Linked DNA regions of Mus musculus: regions 1, 3 and 4 are each linked to region 2. Evidence: chromatin contacts called from public promoter capture Hi-C data. All regions are on one chromosome and are shown on one strand. The core of a region is the stretch at or near the end of the contact, and the rest is flanking DNA. Distances in the headings are between cores, read along the strand shown. Region 1 holds the start of Nol4l (nucleolar protein 4-like). Region 2 holds the start of Pdrg1 (p53 and DNA damage regulated 1). Region 3 has its middle 32 kb from the start of Commd7. Region 4 holds the start of Dnmt3b (DNA methyltransferase 3B).

Evidence for each region. Promoter capture Hi-C pulls out the DNA fragments that hold promoters and counts their contacts.
Region 1: a contact with region 2 is called in a promoter capture Hi-C map of neutrophils, with 3 times the contacts expected there. The contact joins the promoter of Nol4l here to the promoter of Pdrg1 in region 2. A contact is called at or near these places in 11 of 39 promoter capture datasets (the 3T3-L1 cell line, the C10 cell line, the HPC-7 cell line and 7 more) and 1 of 9 other capture datasets (adipose tissue).
Region 3: a contact with region 2 is called in a promoter capture Hi-C map of the 3T3-L1 cell line, with 4 times the contacts expected there. The contact joins the enhancer-like site here to the promoter of Pdrg1 in region 2. A contact is called at or near these places in 6 of 39 promoter capture datasets (the 3T3-L1 cell line, the C10 cell line, the HPC-7 cell line and 3 more), 1 of 484 Hi-C or Micro-C datasets (the N1E-115 cell line), 1 of 115 datasets of contacts at active chromatin or transcription factors (large pre-B cells) and 1 of 9 other capture datasets (adipose tissue).
Region 4: a contact with region 2 is called in a promoter capture Hi-C map of pre-B cells, with 3 times the contacts expected there. The contact joins the promoter of Dnmt3b here to the promoter of Pdrg1 in region 2. A contact is called at or near these places in 9 of 39 promoter capture datasets (the 3T3-L1 cell line, the HPC-7 cell line, hematopoietic stem and progenitor cells and 4 more), 2 of 115 datasets of contacts at active chromatin or transcription factors (large pre-B cells and memory CD8 T cells) and 1 of 9 other capture datasets (liver).

What each region holds. Positions count from the first base shown.
Region 1 is chr2:153,528,284-153,531,335 of GRCm38.p6, reverse strand. Nol4l (nucleolar protein 4-like) reads left to right here and starts at 1,365. Exons shown (of 11, transcript NM_001134300.2): 1 at 1,365-1,894. The coding sequence starts at 1,574.
Region 2 is chr2:153,014,119-153,017,403 of GRCm38.p6, reverse strand. It overlaps Pdrg1 (p53 and DNA damage regulated 1), which reads left to right and starts at 2,021. Exons shown (of 5, transcript NM_178939.2): 1 at 2,021-2,170. The coding sequence starts at 2,084.
Region 3 is chr2:153,599,016-153,602,003 of GRCm38.p6, reverse strand. No RefSeq gene overlaps it. Among named protein-coding and RNA genes, the nearest start is that of Commd7, 32 kb to the left of the region's middle. Within about 2 kb of position 1,488, at least 83 of the 459 cell types and tissues checked have an H3K27ac peak or open chromatin away from gene starts, as enhancers often do. A contact at or near this core is called in the N1E-115 cell line, where this site is marked.
Region 4 is chr2:153,647,870-153,651,001 of GRCm38.p6, reverse strand. Dnmt3b (DNA methyltransferase 3B) reads right to left here and starts at 1,553. Exons shown (of 23, transcript NM_001271744.1): 1 at 1,262-1,553.

The DNA of each region.
Region 1 (3,052 bases), core at 116-2,615, 510 kb before region 2:
CCGAGGCCCCCTTCTCTAAGATGGGGATGGCTTCACAGCTGCCAGGGCCTGGCACACAATTGTCTCAATGACTCGGGTATGGGCACCTTGGAGTTCTTAGGCAGAAAATGATCCTGTTCTGGGACTCAACTCTTGAGTGATAATGTGTCTGTAAGAGTGGCCTGATGACATGGGGGTGGCCGCCAGGGGACAGCAGAAAGGATAATGCAGTAATTTCTTATGCCCTGATAAGAAAGGAAGGCAGAAATCTTCGAGGATTGACTTGAACCTTTATTTATGCTTATAATTCATAGGGGAGGAGGAAGTTCTACACTGGTCAGATCTGCTCAGGTGGGAGGGGGTGTGAGATCACTAAGTTTATTCTCCAAGGGATTCTAGGCCAAGGTGCATCCGGGAAGGTCAGGCTTCTCAGAATGGGTTTGTGGGTGTGTTCAAGGTCTTCAGAGGCTCAGTGAGGTTGGCACCAGGAAGGCCACCGGACAAGGTGACTTCTATAGGGCCTGGGGCTACCCACCCCCACCTACACTAAGGCAAGGCCGGCCAATCTTGGGGGAATTCAGATGAGGTGGAAGGAGAGAAAGTTTGGGGGTCCAAAGGGTGGTGGCTTGGGGTCCCCCCCCCGGGGGAACATTCCTATTCTGGCACCCATACTGACACCAGAGCGGTCAGGCCAATTGCAGGAGTGAGGAGAGGAGCCTGTCCCACACCGCCAGGGTTGGGCTACCTCGGCTAAGACGACCCAATCGGGGAGGCTGGGGACGCCAGTGTCTGGGCTATGATCTGTGCCCTACTGCCTGCGGGACAGTCAGCCCGTCCCGACAGAGTGCGGCCTTCCAGGCTGTGGGCCGAACCAGCCGGATGGAACACGATCCCTAGCTGGGTACCGCGCGCCTGCCGCTGCTGCCCTCCCGGCCGCTGCGGGTGCAGCAGCCCCCGCGCCCCCAGGGGCCGGGCCGGGCGGGGCTGGGCGCGCGGGCGCGGGAGGGAGGGGGGCGGGCGGCGGCGCAGCCTGCGCCGCTCTAACAGGTGGGATCCCGCGGCGTGGTGGAGGCGGGCGCGGGAGGAGGAGGAGGAGGAGGAGGAAGAGCAGCAGCAGCGGGAGCCCCAGCCGGAGCCAGAGCAGGAGCAGGATGAGCCGCGCAAGCTGACAGCCACCGCTGCCGCCCGCGCCCAGGCTCGGTCTCGCTCCCCGTGCCCGGGGCCGCTCCCCGCCTCCCGCCTCCCCTGGCCGCCCGCGGGGCGGCCCGCCCCCTCTGCACCTCCGGGCCCGGAGCTGCCTCCATCTCTCCTGCATCCCGGCCGGGGGGAGGAGGAGGCGGAGCAGGAGGCGAGTCGGAGCCGCCGCCGCCAACGCCGCCGCCGCCGCCGCCGCCGCCCGAGCAGGACAGAGCGCGCCGCAGCCCCGCGCGTCCGGCCGCCGCCCGCGCCCATCCAGCAGCCGCGCCAGAGCCACACCGCGGGACAGCCCGGGCCGCGGCGCGCCCCTGCCCAGCCCGGCCCAGCCCAGCCCAGTTCCAGCACCGGGCGGCCCGGTGGCCGGCCCGCCCCCGAGGGCGCCGGGCGCGGCGGGAGGATGCCGAAGCCGACGCTGCTGCTGCGCGGGGGCTGGGAGCGCGAGCGCAGCCCCGGGGACTCGGAGCTGGGCCGCCAGTTCCGGGACTGGTGCCTGCGCACCTACGGCGACTCGGCTAAAACCAAGACAGTGACACGCAGCAAATACCAGCGGATCGCCGAGGTCCTGCAGGGTGGCGGCGGGACCGGCGCGGGCAGCGGCCCGGCGGCGGGCGAGAAAGGCAAGTTCCAGTTCTGGGTGCGCTCCAAGGGCTTCCGCCTGGGCAGCGGCCGGGAACCCAAGATGGGCCAAGTGGTGTATGTGCCGGTCAAGACGGGCTCGGTGAGTGCGCGCGCGGCGGCCGCGGGCTAGTCCCGTGGCCGGGATTGGGGAGGGCGGGGGCGGGGTGGGGGTGTGGATGTGTGTCCGAATGGTGTGTTTCTGGGGTTGTCCGTGTGTCTAGCCCACCCGGGGCGTGCGTGTCCCTGCTCACTAGCCCTCCCTGGCCCGCCCGGGCAGCGCTCGGGGTTTGGGGCGTCCCTGCCCCCTCTGCGCCGCTGATCGGGCCATGGCCGTGACGGGCGGGCTGTCCCGGGCTGCTCACCCCAGCGTGTTCTGTCCTCTCGTCCCCTCCCCTCCCCCTTTCCCCCCAGCCAGCAGGCGGCTGCTACGGAGCTCCAGCCTCCCCCCCTCCCGCCCGGAGGCCGCCTGTCCCGGGCGCCTCGCGCTCCCGCCCCCGGGCCGGCTGGGCGGTGTGTGTGTGCGTGTGTGTGTGTGTGTGTGTGTGCGCGCGCGCGTGTATCTATGTGTGTGTGTGTAGGGTGGTGCTGCGGGGGTGGGGAGGCAGGGGCAGCGGCGGGACGGGGAGTCCACTGGGCCTCCCCGCACTAGGGGAGGGGGCTAGCCCTGGCACTGTCGCCCCGACCCCACCCGGCACTGGCCCGGGGAGGGGCAGCCAGAGCCGCAGCCTGGCGCAGGAGCAGCCTCCCAAGGGTGGGTGGGGCGTCCCCGCCGCCCCCCGGGCCCCGCGCTCCCCCCACCCTGGGACGGGGGCGGCATGACCTATTCATCCCCTCCCCTCCCCCGTCTCTCAGGCTGGCCCGGTTGGCGCTGGGGAGGGGGGCGGGTAACCGCAGCCCCGGGAAAGGAGGCTGGTGGCCAGTGGCCGGGCGGGGGCATCCCCTTCGGTTCGGGGCGCCCCGAGAGGGCGTGAGGCTTGGGCCCCGCGGCTCCCCCCTCCGGGACCTCATTGTTCTGCAGAGGGTGGGGGCTGGGGGGGGGCGGCTGCTCTCGGGGCGCTGCTGAGCTTTGAACTTTCCGTTGCCCAGACCTTCGGGTAGTGTGTTCGGTCCCCGGCCCGGTCGGGCCAGCCTAGCTCTCCTCCCCGCCGCCCCTCCCTGGCCTCGCCCGGCCGGAGCACTAGAGCCCGGCCGCCCCGCGCCGGCCTCCCTCCTCCCTGTTCCCCCGCTCCCCCCTCCGCGCTCCTCCCCCGTCCGGCGC
Region 2 (3,285 bases), core at 772-3,271:
CTCTGCTCACAGTAAACTCATGAATCTCTAAGCCTGGGAAATTGCTACATTTTTGTGACATGAATAGTTAGGTAATATCAGAGATATCCCAGAGTTCACAATCTGTTCATTTTGACCCTTGGGGATATGTGTGACCTTCTCTGCAATATCCAATGACCAGATGTGGCCCCGAGGGTCAGTCGGAGCCAAGAAATTTAACATGGAACCTTTCTTAACTTCTCTCCATGCAGGACCACCCAGCAGGGGTCAGAGGTGTCCGTTTTTCCAGCCATCTTTGGCCCCAAGGTGGAGAGACGATGCAGGACTAGGGTCCAGGCCCCAGGGATTCCTGGAAGACTCATTTTTCCTTTGGCAAATACCCCCACTTCTTTCACAGGGCTTGTGCCTTCATTTCTGAACCAGAAGGTGTTTACACAAAACATCCTGGGTTTGGCGACAAATTCACCCTCTATGAGGAATCCTTAATGAAGCTTCCTCCATCCCCACACCACGCAGCTGCAGAGAAAACTGTCTGTCTCTAGTAATTGAAGGTAGCCCAAAGCCAGACAAGAAAGAGGTGTTTCCAGGCTTCGTGAGGCACAGTTTGTCAATGTCCATAGATAGTTGTGAAAAAGAGACCAGCACCCTCCACCCCGGGGAATTTGTGACTGATTAGCCCTTCTCTCAGCCTCAGCCTGCAGCTATAAAACTAAACAGGCATAATCCTGTGAGAAAAAAAAAGTGTCCGTGAAATTCAAGTGAGGCAAAGAATATGAATGGGCTAAGTTTCCCAGAGTCCAAAAAAGGAGACTAAAAAGTGAACCTCAGAGTTAGGCCTTAGGGGAGGTGGCTCCGTGAATGAAGAGTGTTCACTTTGCAAGAATAAGGATCTGAGTTTGAATCTCAAGCGCCTACAGAAAAACCCAGACATGGCTGTGTGAGCAGCAACAAACAGCGACAGGCAGATCCAGAGAGCTCAATGTCTAGCAAGCCTAGCCCAAAAGTGAGCTTCTGTTTCAAGGAGAGGCTCTATTTCAAGACAATAAGGTGAGAATATCAGGGAGAGACAGACACCTGACACCCTAATCTGTCTGGCCTCTGCTTGTGTCTGCAGGAGCACAGAGCACCCTTACACGCATGCAACACACACACACACACACACACACACACACACACACACCACACAAGAAAATAGATGAGATATAGCTCAGTGGTAGAGCGTGGTGTTTGAGAGGCACTGGGGTAATTCCAGTTTCGCACACGGAAAAACAAAAGAGGATTGGTGAGGCAGAAACTCCCAGGCCCAGCGTCTGAGCCTCCAGCTTTGCAACATTGGGGGACCCCTCCGGTTCTGTCAGGCAGTCACCACACACACACACACACACACACACACACACACACACACGCCTCCTCTGGGAAGTCCTGGATCCTAATTCACTCTTACGCTCTTACTGACACTCCACTGCTCCCCTGGACAGTTTCCAGCTCCTTCTGTGAATCTCGGCTTGCTACTGTGGACATTAGATTCAACAAATGCTGCAGCCAGATGCAATTTAAAATAATTACTGCTTCCTTTCCATCTTCCGGGGAGAAAGAGAGAGAGTGAGGGGAATTTCTATCACCCATTATTTACAAACTGGAAGCTGAAAACGTCGTGGATTAAAATATGAGTCTGTCTGCCACACTCAGTTTCTGGGCGTCGTTAAACCGGGACTTTATGATCTCTGTGTCTCCAAATCCCTTATCACTACCTTCCATAATGTGTAATTATTTTGCCTTCAGTGTTCGTTGTTTTCCAATGGGACGACGTTCCTAGAGTCGGGATGTTTTATTTGCAGCCGCGTTCCTGACACCCAATCTGGTATGTAGTGGATGCCCAGGAACCCTTTGAAGGGAGGGAAATGGACAGTGCGTTGTGTTGCTCCTTCAGAGCCTGTAGGGGGCGCACCTGCCCCGCTCCCAAAGCCTACCCCGCCCCTCTGGAGCCCCGCTGCGGCGCTTGCTCTTTTCACTGCGCAGGCGTGCCGGAAGTCCCAGAACAGCGCGTGCGCGGAAGGAGCCAAGGTGAAGTTGTAGCAGTGTGTCAGAAGAGGTGCGTGGCACCATGCTGTCCCCCGAGGCGGAGCGGGTGCTGCGGTACCTGGTCGAAGTAGAGGAGTTGGCCGAGGCCGTGCTGTCGGACAAGCGGCAGGTGAGAGACGTGGCGGCTGCGAGCGCGTAAGTGCGCGGGGTGGCAGGGAGCTCACCCGGTCTTCCGGCGTCACTGGTCCCAGCGGCCTGGCGCGGAGCGAGCACTGGTTCTGTGCTGGATAGTCGCCTTCCTTTCACCCTGCCCGGTCATTGCTGGTCTCCTGGATTCTCACTGTCTGCGGGAGGCTCCCCTGACACCACTTTCCAAACGCAGTCCCTGGCCCATCGTGAATCAGGTTACTGAGACATGGGCGGCATGTGTCTGGGCAATGCGCTGGGGTGTGTGGGTGTGATGTGTGGGTGTGTGGGTGTCGGGCGCGGGGGTGAGGGGTTGAGGGCCTCGTAGATCCGAAAGGGGTGCTTGGTTCTGTTTCTGTGGTAAGTGGTTAGTCCCTAAAGGGAGTTCGTGCTGGGGATCGGTTGCTTTAGACTCTAAACTTTAGAGGGCTTACTGTGTTGTCTAGGTTAGCCTTGAACAATCCGTGGTCTATCCTTGTCAGTCTCCTGAGTTCTGGGATTATAGGCGTGCATTTGGATGTTAAATGCCTCTCTCTGGCTGCTTCCTAGAGAGCGGGGAACCATTCAGGTGATCCCGATGGTCTAGAGTTAGACCAGATGGTAGTGATGGGGCGAGACATATACTTGATATATTTGATGGTCTTCAAACGCTGTCATAATGGCCATAATGGTTCTTTGTGGTCTATATTTGAGAAGGCTTGGTGGTTCACTAGCTGCGGCCCCAGATGTCACCTCTTGAGTAGTTAGCTGTCATAGTGGTACCATGCCACAGCTGTTCCAGTCCAGTATGGTTGAGTGTCTGGTGAGACTGTCAGAGTTACCTAACAAGAGTGTGTCAGTAGTCACTGTCTAGAGAAGACACTCAGCTCACTCCCTGGTGACTCTGGTACACTCTCAAGGTTGACTGGATGACACAAAATGATTCAATCTGCAGGCATTTTCCTAGCACCTTCTCTGGAGGAAGGAGGTTTGTGTCGAAGCAGAGGAGCTGGAAGCTGAGTGGGTAAAGAAGCACCTTCCCACCTGAGTCCTCCATGTTAGGCAAGACCTTGGAACTTAGCCAGAAATGATACCTTGTCTCTTCAGATTGGGGCTGGA
Region 3 (2,988 bases), core at 239-2,738, 590 kb before region 2:
TGGAGTTATAGACAGCTGTGTGCTGCCATGTGGATGCTGGGAATTGAACCCGGGTCCTCTGATAGAGCAGTCTTTGCACTTAACCGTGAGCCATCTCTCCATTCAGCCCCTCAAACAATTTTTAAAATGATTTTTAAAATACGCATATGTGTGTACCTGGGGTTGTACACCTGTGTGGAGGCTTTAGGTCCTGGAACTGGAGTTACAGGAGGTTGTGAGCCCCTGAGATGGGTGCAAGAATGAGTGAGCCCAGATGTCTGGAGGCAGACTTCATGTACTGCTCCCAAGCCACCTCTCCAGCCCCAGCTAAGTAAGAGCTTCCATAGGCATTAGCTCTGTTCCTCCTCCCAAGAGCTACAAACCATAGGAATTACTAATGTTCTGATATACACTTGAGGACACAGAAGCCCAGAAGGGCTAAGCATCTTGCCCAAGGTCAGGAAACTACTTACAGAAGGTACTCACACGGAGGTGGGCTGGCCCCACTGCCCACCTAATCTCTACGTGTGAGACTACGAAGGTCCAGGATAACTCTTTGGTTGCTCAGCAACGTGGCCATTCTCTGAGACTCAGAACGTGGCCAGCGTTTCAATTCTGGGCCCTCGGCAAAATGTGTTTGGTCGGGTTCTTTGGGGCTTCATTAGATGAAGTCTGCTGGTCTCTTCCTGGGAAGATGCAGCTGTAGGGAAGGGTGGCTTTGAGTCAGAAAGAGGGAGGCCGGCCTGTTTCTGCTCTCCTGCCCTCCGACCTGTCCAAGGGCTTCTCGGTATTCTCAGCAGCTCCACAACAGCTTCATTCGTCAGGGAAGCTCTAGCCACTTCTGTCCTCACCCAGCATGGACGTGTGCAGTCAGTTTCATCTGCTTGGAGCCACGCCCACCAGATCCACGCCCAACCCCTCTGGCTTGCCAAACAGAAGCTTGGCAGCCTCTAGGGACAGCAAGTGGATGGCATGGTGGTACTCTCCCATTCTTGCCTAAGCTCTTGGAATGAAATCCAAGGTGACCCTGGCTGCTTGTCTAGCACATTCCACTGCCTCTTCCCCTCCCCCTCTTCCCCCTCCCCCGGCCCCTCTTCAGGGTTTCTCCAAGTAGCCCTGGCTGTCTTGTAGACCAGGCTGGCCTTGAACTCAGAGATCCACCTCTCTCTGCCTCCCAAGTGCTAGGACTAAGGGTGCACACCCCACCCCCTAGCCTGTTTCTTTTTCTGTCTCTTTCCTCCCTCCCTCCCACTCCTTTTTTTCTTTATTTACTTGCTTCTTTCCTTTTAACTAATTTTTTTTTCACAGTCCATAAAGTCCTTTTCTGTCCTGTTCCTTACCCACTCCCTAAGGCCTCAAGCCTGGCAAGGGGCCATCCAGGCACAAGACAAACCTCTGGCTCCTAGAGTACAAGTGAACCTCCTGGTGCTCACAGAACTGACACGCTGTTCTGGTCAGAGCCTCTGACAGCCAGCAGGGGGCTGGCTCCATAGGCTGGGCTGCTTGGCTGTCCTTTTTCCTCTGGGAGCTGCCTCTGGGCTTGGCTCCACTGGCCTGGGCCTGCTGGTTGCCCTGTCCCTGGTTTGGCACCAGCAGCCAGCCTCCAGTTCCCGCAGCTCAGGGAAAGCATTCCTCATTGGGTACAGGCCTCTCACTAGCACCTCTAACCTTCCTTTCCCCCTGCCCAGCTTTATGGCTTCAGTGTTGTGCAGGCACCATTCAGTTTTCCTGCATGGGTGAATAGCCTTTGGCTCTGCACCTCCCTTTAGGGATGCCGTGCTCCTCTGGCCCAACTCCAGCCCCTACACCAAGGAACTGGCATTTCTGTCTGTGTCCTGGCAAAGATGGAAGGAAGGATCCTGGGTCTGGCCCTGTGCAGGCTCACACTGCTCTCGCTTTCCCCATCACGGAAGGACTCCACAGGGTGACAAAAGCGTATCCTGGCAGTCCTTTTTCTTCTTTCCTTTTGGTGTTCTGATTTCATGTAGCCTAGACTAACTCCAAACTCACTACATAGCTGAGGGTGACCTTGAACTTCTGGTCCTCTTGCCTCCAGTTCTCAAGTCCTGAGATTATAGGATTATAGATGTGAGATACCAAGTCCCGCTCTTGTTCTTTTTTTTTTTTTTTTTTTTGGTTTTTCAAGACAGGGTTTCTCTGTATAGTCTTGGCTGTCCTGGAACTCACTTTGTAGACCAGCCTGTCTCTGCCTCCCGAGTGCTGGGCTTAAAGGCGTGTGCCACCACCACCCGGCTTGTTCTTTCTTTTTATCCTGAAATAATACACTCTCCTCTTACTCCCATCACTGGATGGCTGGGGTCACAGGGGTGTGTCCCATGCCTACCTCAAATGTTTCTCAGCCTGGACTAAGGATCTGGATCTCTGCTTGAGAGTGTGCCCTGCTTCTCCAGAGGACGCCTTTGATCGCCGTCACCCACGTGAGGAGGCTCACACTACCTTTAATTCCAGTTTCAGGGAGCTGACATCTCGGGTCCCCATGGGCATCTTCACTAACATCCATACACACTGATGTATAATCAAAAATAGTACAATTTTGTTTTGTTTTTGGAAACAGGGTTTCTCTGTATAGCCCTGACTGTCCTAGAACTTGCTCTGTAGACCAGACTGGCCTCAAACTCAGAAATCCACCTGCCTCTGCCTCCTGAGTGCTGGGATTGAAGATGTGCGCCACCACGCCCCGCCACATTTTTTTTTTTAAGTTTCTTGATCTGGAGAGATGGTCCAGCCCTTAAGAGTATTTGCTGCTCCTCCAGACAACCCTGGTTTGATTCCCAGCATCAGGAGGCTCACAACTGCCTGCAGTTCCAGTGCTCCCATGCACATGATGCATATAAACTCATTCCGGCAGACGTATATCATGCATACAAGTGAAAATAATTTTTAAAAAAATTTTTTGAGTCAGGGTTTCTCTGTGTAGCCCTGGCTAGCCTTGAATTTGCTACAGACCAGACTGATCCCAAACCTCACAGAGAGCCATCTGCCTCCACC
Region 4 (3,132 bases), core at 304-2,803, 630 kb before region 2:
GAGGCCAACCACACAATAAAGATGGTGCTTGGTGTATTACCAACCTTACGGAAGTTTACCTTGAAGCTGGGAGGTGTAATGCAGTGGTGGTGGGTAGCTTACCTGAAAGAAGGCCCTGGATTTGGTCCCAAGGCACTATGGATGGGGGAGGGGAGATCCCGCGTCTGGAAAGGTATATACCTGAGGTTTCCAAGGTCTGGCACAAGCCTCAGCGGGCCTGGTGGACAGAGGAAGGTCGGTGAGTGTCACCAGCCCAAAGCCCACAACATCCACAAGTCCGGAAGCACTCTACTGAGGCCTTAATTCATTTTAATTCATATGCTTCCGAGTGCAAAGCAGAAATCACAGGGAATCACAGGCAGAGGCATGGAGATCACAGGACTGCCGCTGCCACAGGTGAGACTGGAGCAAGAAACTCTTCCCCTCCGTGCAGTCCAACCTTGGGAACGCAGTAAGTAGGTCTCCGCTTTGATTGCAACCTCTAGCCTGGACGGATTCCACAGGTATCCCTAAGCAATCCCTGAAGCACGGACGATTAACCGCTAGGAAGTGGAGGCAGAGGGTCATTTTATAATTAAGGACTCAGTGTATGGACTAGGTAGTGGGGCCACCTCACCCCGGAAGAAGGCTAAGAATGGAAAGTGAGCCCCTAGGGCAGCCGGCAAGGTGAGGAACCGCCCCCCGCTGGCTCCTCCCCGGCCAGGTGTGCTCAGCCAGCCCCTCCCAGCAGCCGGCAACGCTGCAGCACAAGAGGCTCCGCTCCGGAGGACCCCGGGGACAACGCCCATCTAGCATCCCCACTTGCCGGTACCCAGAGCGCCATCCCAACCTGGGAGTGCGAGGTTCCAAGTCAGAACGGATCCACAACCACTACTACATTGACAAAACAACTTCTGCCTCTACATCCCAGCCTTTCCTCCCCGAGGAGGCTCTGGGTAAGAACTGGGCTAGGTAAGGACTTTGGGTCCCGGGGACAGCCACCGCTCGGGCCCCACTCCGCTCCCAAGTGTTCTCAACTCTACACTCCAGAAAAGTTGCTGCAGGTCTCCTTCCCTCAACTCTTCAGAGTGGCGGAGTGCAGCGGGGACTTCGCTTCCTCTGTCCCCGTGCCCAGTCCCGTGTCCCCGTCCCGCTAAGCGCCACGCGCCCCGTTCTCCCCAACCCCGGCAAACATCCAGGCGCCACCAGGGGACCTGTCGTCCCGGAACCCACACAGCCCCAACCACCAGGTCCCAGCCCACGAGGGGCGCGTGGCGCTCACCTGTCGTGAGGCTGGCTGTAGCGCGGCGCCGCGATCGCGCCGCGGGTCCTGGCCGGCGGGCGGCGCGGAGTGTCGGGTTCGCGAATCTCCGGCGCCGATCGCTGCGCTACGTTTACTTGGGCCGCTTAACCCCGGCGCTGCCGGACTGGAGCGCCCGTGCGCTCGCCCGCGCGCCAGTGGGCCACCCGGGCTAGTCCGCGGCGCTCAGGCGAGAGCGTCCACGCGGGCTGCGGCTGCGAGACGAGGGGCGGCGACGAGGACGCTACGGGCCGGGCGCGCACGGGAGTGGGTGGGGAGGGGGCGGCGCCGCTGCCCTTGTAGCCCGGGCCCGGCCCTGGCCCCGCCCCCGCCCGGGGGGCGCCCCCGCCGCAGCCACTCACCGGCCGGCCGGGCCTAGGGGACGGGCGAGGGAGATTTGAAATCCCTCCCGAGCTTCCTCGCCCTGCCTCCTCGGGAGCCTCCCCTGGGCCCCCTATGCCTTGCGGGTCACCCTCCTAGATGACCAGAGCCCACGGATAGCTCCCAGCCCTCTCCACCTGAGACACCCCCTTTCCTGTCCCCCAATCCAGATCAGATGCACACACGCACATACAAGCACATTCACAGGTCTGGATGAGCGGCCCAGAGAGGGAAGAGCTCCTGCTGGAGTCACACAGCAACCCTGCATTGGCTTTTCGACCATCCCTCCGCTGCAAAGCTGTCCAGGGCGCTGTAGTGGCCCTATGGGTCACCCGCTGGGGACCCCCGTTCTGCTTCCTGCTTTCACCTAGCTTGGCCTTTGTCAGCCATCTTGAGGGGAGAGGAGGCCTTGGAGGAAGAAAAAGCATACATGTTCCCCCAACTACCTGGGTTCCTCGTGCCAGCTGGGGAGGAGCCCTACCCTGCAGCTTAGGGCTGCCTCGGCCAAAAGGCCCACGCTGAACCACTGGAGAAACACAAATACTTATGATAGGCACCTGGCGTTCATGTTTATTTGTTTTCCTGCTTGTCTGTCTCCATACATTAGATGGTGATCACTAAAGTAGACACTAAATAAATATATGTTAAAGGGATAAACAAATCGAATGATTGCAAAGGCTCGGCTCGATACAAGGCCTAGCACGTGCAGGCTCAGCTTTCACGGATCTTTTATTTTGTTGGCTCCCTGACTTCACTCCAACCTCTTCTGCTTTGCTGCTCCTCCTACACACCAAGCATTGTCCTTCTAAGGAAAGCTTTGGCCTCTTTCCTCCTTTCAGACTTTGTTTCCCCAGATCTGTCACAAGAAGAGGCTTTCTTATCACCAAACAGAACAGTCTTCAAATCCTATAACACTGAAACCCATCTGAGATTGTTTTGTATAGTCTTGTCTGCATCTCCTAGCGGGGCAGAGGTGGCTTCCATCTTCCATCTAGATGGAAACTGGAAGCCACATCTCTCTAGGAGCACAGGTCCACAGGGAGGCTAGCATCAAAAGGAATTAACTCAATACAAGTTGGTTGAATGAATGAATGAATGAATCTCCACAGGTCTCTTGCCTCTGGGGTTCTAACTCCTGTTAAACACAGCTTTCCTCCTGCCCTTCTTCCTGGTTAGTGAGTAAATGGGCAAATGGCGACTATTTGGGGAACTTCAAGTCTTAACACTTCCTGGGCCCTTTTCTACTTAAAAAAGAGTAGACTGGTCAAAAGACAAAAGGAGAGAAAGCCCAGCCCGGCCTGGACCTGGCCCCCTAGGGAAGAGGAACCGCAGGAATGTCTTGACTGCCAGGGCTCTGAAGTGTGTCCGGAAGTTGGTGCAAAAGAGGATGCCTTAAAAGAGTCTGGATGAGCAGGTGGTCTTGGTCTGTCGCTTGGGAATGACTCTAACTGTCAAGAGAATCAAAGCATGGT